Linked DNA regions of Sus scrofa: region 1 is linked to region 2. Evidence: chromatin contacts called from public promoter capture Hi-C data. All regions are on one chromosome and are shown on one strand. Each heading gives the region's core, a stretch centred on a gene start, on an enhancer-like site or on the middle of the called end of the contact. The rest is flanking DNA. Distances are from core to core; before and after follow the strand shown. Region 1 holds the start of RAB42 (putative Ras-related protein Rab-42). Region 2 holds the start of EYA3 (eyes absent homolog 3).

Evidence for each region. Promoter capture Hi-C pulls out the DNA fragments that hold promoters and counts their contacts.
Region 1: a contact with region 2 is called in a promoter capture Hi-C map of fetal liver, with 2.3 times the contacts expected there. The contact joins the promoter of RAB42 here to the promoter of EYA3 in region 2. A contact is called at or near these places in 1 of 5 promoter capture datasets (fetal liver) and 1 of 47 Hi-C or Micro-C datasets (embryonic fibroblasts).

The regions. Positions count from the first base shown.
Region 1 is chr6:85,601,705-85,604,404 of Sscrofa11.1, forward strand. It overlaps RAB42 (putative Ras-related protein Rab-42), which reads left to right and starts at 1,335. Exons shown (of 2, transcript XM_003356245.4): 1 at 1,335-1,654. The coding sequence starts at 1,416.
Region 2 is chr6:85,184,562-85,187,261 of Sscrofa11.1, forward strand. EYA3 (eyes absent homolog 3) reads right to left here and starts at 1,295. Exons shown (of 18, transcript XM_021095661.1): 1 at 1,139-1,295.

The DNA.
Region 1 (2,700 bases), core at 85-2,584, 420 kb after region 2:
CTTCCCTAGTCCCCAGCCTATCCAGCCAGAAACAGACTGGGAAGCTAGTCTCAATCTTCCATGCTAGTGATTTTAGATTGGTTACTTAACTTCTCTGAGCCTCAGTTTCCTCATCTGTAAAAAACTGGGCAGACTAACATCTACTCACAAGGTTATATAAGGAGGAAATGTGATGATGTGACGGTTTGTTTTAGGGAGAACTGCTCCCTACTGCCAGTTTGCCAAAACAAGTTAAACTGGTAACTACCATCCACAGTGGGACAGTGGGATTAAACGTATAGACAAGCTGTTTGGGACCAGCCAGAACTCCCTGAAATCCTGAGTGTCCAGAAGATCAGACTGAAAATTATGGAGTGGATCTTGGATACAGATGTGGTTGCCTTCCTCTCGCCCCTAACCCAAGTGGGACCCGATGACTTTGTCTGGTCCTTTGGGAATTTGCTTTGCAGTCCCCTTTAGTGGCATCAAAGGGATAGTGAAGGGGGAAAAAAATCTAAGAAGTTCCCATGTGATGCAGTGGGTTAAGGATCCAGCATTGCCGCAGCTGTGGGGCAGGTTACAACTGCATGGGTTTGATCCCTGGCCCAGGAACTTCCACAAGTCCGAGTTCTGCTGTGACCTGAGACAAGTCACACATCTAAGCCTCCATCTCCTTAGCTCTAAAATGGACACACTACGGCCTTCTCAAAGCATTGCTGTCCCAAAGCATTAGGAACTGACCATCTGGCCTCATAAATGTTAGCTGTCCTGTCCACAGCCAATTGCCCTTCCTCTGGAATTGCAGTTGTACCCTGCCTCTTCTACCCCACTGTGTCCAGGTCCCTCTCTGGGGCCCAGCACAGGCAGGCAGGGAGGAAGCAATAGGGACTGCTGAACATTGAACCCGAACATTGAACACAAGGCCCCAGACCAGGCCAGTGGGGCTCCAGGAAAGGGGCACGTGGGTGGGGAAAGAGCACCTATAAATGATCAACTTTCTTGAGTGGTGTCTCCAGGTCCAGCAGCGGGGGCCCTACTGGGAGACTAACAGAGAGTGGGGGCTGCAGAGAGAAACCATCCCAACAATGAGAAGTGGATGCTCTGGCGCTGTTAGATTCAGGTCAGTGCAAGTCTGATTCTCCCTAGTCCTCCTCCCCACATTATCTAGTTTAATTTTTTCATCTTGTGAAGTAGGGATTATTATCCCCATTTTACAGAGGAGGAATCTGAAGTCCAGAGTGAGGAATTGACTTGCCCAGGTGTTTCCTCGGGTTTGGGTTCCTCCAGGTCCTTTTCCTTGGTGCCAAAGACGCTGGTCAGGGTGGCTGCACACGGCCCGGGGGCGGGGCCCGAGGAGGGGGCGGGGCTGGGGGCGGAGCCGCAGGGCGCGGCCCGGACAGTCGGTCTCCCGGCCGGAGGGAGCCACGACGCCGGCCATGGAGGCTGGGGGCTTCCGCTACCAGTTTCGGATCGCGCTGCTGGGGGACACGGCTGTGGGCAAGACGTCGTTGCTGCGGCGCTACGTGGCGGACGCGCCTTGGATACCAGAGCCCGAGCCGGAGCTCGAGTCGGCGCCCACGGTGGGCGTCGAGTTCTACAGCCGCACTCTACAGCTGCGGGCCGGGCCGCGCGTCAAGCTGCAGCTTTGGGACACTGCGGGCCAGGAGCGCTTCAGGTGCGCGGTGGGGGCAGGGCTGGGGCGGAGTGGGGTGGAGGTGGGGCGGGAGAGGGACCTCTGGTTGGGGCGGCTCAATGCCTGTCCCCCTGACCATGGAGGTGGTCAGTCGCAGTGGCCCAAGTAGAGATCTGGGGGTCCCCATCCTGGATCTGAGTCCTTCACTTTTTTTTTTTTTTTTTCTCTTAGGGCCACACCCCCGTCATATGGAGGTTCCCAGGCTAGGGGTTGAATCGGAGCTGTAGCTGTTGACCTAGGCTATAGCCACAGCCACAGCAACACAGGATCCGACCTACACCACAGATCGCGGCAGTGCGAGATCCTTAACCCACTGAGTGAGGCCAGGGATCAAACCCATGTCCTCCACGGGAGTTCCTATAAGTCCTTCACTCTTGAGCCATTCATCCTGCAAACACAGCCTCTGAGCCCAATACCTGAGACCTGGTGCCCTGCCCCAGAGGAAAGTTTTGACATTGAATTTGGAGGGATGAATGACCTGGGTGTTGAAAAGCCCATAGGAGCAGAGAGAGGGAGGTGTCAAGGAGATGCGAAAGGAAGAGAGATTTGTGTTGGCGATACAGGATGCATAGGAGTTTGCCAGCCAGAGAATGGGGAAACAAAACCTGCAATCGGAAAAACATCAAGAATGCAGAAATGGTCAGGAGAGTATGGAAATCAAAACCGCTCCTTTAGAGTTCCCATCATGGCTCACTGGAAATGAATCTGACTAGCATCCACGAGGACATAGGTTCGATCCCTGGCCTTGGTCAGTGGGTTAAGGATCCAGCGCTGCCATGAGCTGTGGTGTAGGTCACAGACATGGGGGGGATCTGGTGTTGCTGTGTCTGTGGTGTAGGCTGGTGACTACAGCTTTGATTTGACACCTCGCCTGGGAACCTCCATGTGCTGCAAGGGCAGCCCTAAAAAGGAAAAAAAAAAAAAAAAAAAAAAAAAAAAACCCTGCTCCCTAAGTGGGGAGCACACAGTTACTTGGGAGAGACAGATGCTGGGGAAAAGACTCACAGGGCAGTGTGAGATGAGCTATA
Region 2 (2,700 bases), core at 45-2,544:
GTTTATAAAGAAACAGGAAGAAAAACAGGAAACTTGTCAATACAGTAAAAATAAAGAAACAATGTATAAAGAGGCTGGATAAAGACACACATACACAATAAATTCAACTAAAGAATATGAAGTTTGAAATTACTATGCCGAACTCGTTGGCAGAAAAATTTTCAGTAACAGCACAGTGAAATTTCTGAAAATGAACTTACAAATCTGGGGCTAACAATCTCCCAAAAATCTGTCCTGTCACAGCAACTATTCTATTAAGTAAAGCCCATGCAGAAAACAGAGCTGATCGCCCCAGAACATACGCATTTTGGCCTCAGCTGTGCATATCCATTCTCATGGGATAGAGAACACGAAAATGACAGGACGTCCTCAGGACCTGTCAATTTAACAGGAGTACACAAATCCAATTGCCAGCAGTTCTGTGTGCCTGCCACCTGTTAGCCTGCGGTAGCGAAAGCCCCCGAAAGTGTGCTCCAAGGAAGAACTGGGAACGCCTTTGTTGCTCCCTAACTACTGAAGCTACAGTAGTCTGCCTCAGCACTTTAAAGAAAACTTACACCAGGTCGGGTAAAATTGCCTAGATCGGGGCTTGGGCAAAGGAAGAAAAGGCGGGAGAACACCAGGTGAAGCGCAAATGTCACCTAACCGTCCCGGGAGGGGGAAAGTTGGGGGACCAGGAGCTAGGACCCTAGAGAGAGACTTGCTGTTTCGCACTGGAGCAGGGTGTGCACAACGAGGAGATGGGCCGTCCTGCTGGGTTGAAAGAACAGCGAGATCCCGGGATTAGAGGCTGGGGAAGAGAGGTGCTAAAGTGAGAGCAGGGTCAAAACCTAGAGGCAGTAGCTCAGGGACCAGCTGAGGCGAAAGGCAAGAAACAAGGGCTTTTAAAGGGTGGATGAGGCGCAGGGAAAACAACCAGACGAGAGGTAAAGCGGCAACGAAACAATCTCAGCTGAGGTGAAAGAGGCGAGGCCAGCGTGGGGGAAAGAAACGAAATGAGCTCAGGAAGCACTGCAGGGACAAGGGACAGGCAAAGAGAACCCCCACCCACAGAGACCGGGACACTACTCTTGACCCGTCCCTCTACAGGCTGTACTCGACCGGCCGCACTCAGACCCTGTCGGTAGCGAAGACTCACCCAAAGGCTGCAGAGGCCCCACAGCAGGACATGGGGACTGGTCCAGACTCACAGGAGAACCAAGCGGCTGGAGGAAACGGCGGCGTTAGTGTGACCCGGAGGCGCATCCCTAGGAACCGGAAGTCGGCGGCTAGGGTCGTCTCACAAGCCACACCTCGTTCCACCCAAATCCTTTGGGCGCATGTGTCAGGCCTCACGGGGCGGGGCGGAGAAGAGCCTTGACCCCGCCCAGTCGACCGTCTTGGTAGCCCCGCTTCTGGTTCCGCCCGCGCCTCGGAGGTGTTTGGTGCGGGTAGGCTGGTATTTAGAACGCCCAGGCCCTGGTGCCGCTGGGCTACAAGCCGCCCCGATTGAAAAATACACAGCACTCATTTTTCAAGTTCTTTTGAAATGCGTGTAATCCCTGTCTCTCTAAAACGAAAGTGAAATGTTGGATGTATTTGGGAGGAAGAATGGCTGGGAAGTTCTGAAAGGCACTGGGAGGGGAGGTTTGCCCAAGGTGATTTTTTATTCCCAGTAGTAGTTTATTCTTAATAGTGTGTTGAGCTTACAATTAATTTCTCTTTCGGACACAGTATTTTAGTTAATAATTTTATCAGAAACAAGATTTTTAAATGCTTCATTAAGTTACTACCCCAGTATGGACAAGGAGCAGAGTTGAATTCAGGTTTTCTAAGGACTTGAAGTTTATTCAGTTGGAGGGCTCTCTTTAAGGAAATCCACAATTACAAGTACAATATTAGGTATAAAAATGAATCTTTACTGTGAGAAAAGAAATCACAAATTACAAGTTTTTTAAATTTCACAAATACAAAATCCAGAAAAACTAAACACTTTTAGTTGTTACACCTCCTAGGTACTTCTTTTCTTATGTTTTTTGATTTATGTCTTTTATCTTCTTAGATCACTTCTCTTTGTGACAATTTACTAAGTAATTTCATTTACTGAGATCCTTGACTCCTCTCTCTCCCTCACACCCTACATCTAATTCATCAGAAATTCTGCAGGATCTGCCTTCAAAATCTGTCCAGATTGCAACCATTTACTGCCTCTGTTGGTACAAGCCACAGTCAGTGTATGACCATTTACTCTTTTTATACCCTTGCCCTTCCAGGACAGCACCAGTCGGCTCCTGTTAAAACCTTAATCAGGGTGTTTCCGTTGTGGCTCAGTGGTTAACCAATACAACTAGGAACCATGACGTTGCGGGTTCAATCCCTGGCCTCACTCAGTGGGTTAAGGATCTGGCATTGCTGTGAGCTGTAGTGTAGGTCGTAGATGTGGCTTGGATCTCGAGTTGCTGTGGCTGTGGTATAGGCTGGTGGCTACAGTTCTGATTAGACCCCTAGCCTGGGACCCTCTATATGCCGCAGGTGTGGCCCTAGAAAAAGGCAAAAAGACAAAAAAACAAAACAAAACAAGACCCCTTAATCAGATCAGCTCCCTCCTGTAATGAATTCCTATTTCATTGGGAAGACCAAAATCCTTACATTAGCCTAGAGGACCATCAAGATTTCTCTCTCTCCTCTCTCTCCTCTCTCCTCTCTCCTCTCCCTCTCTCT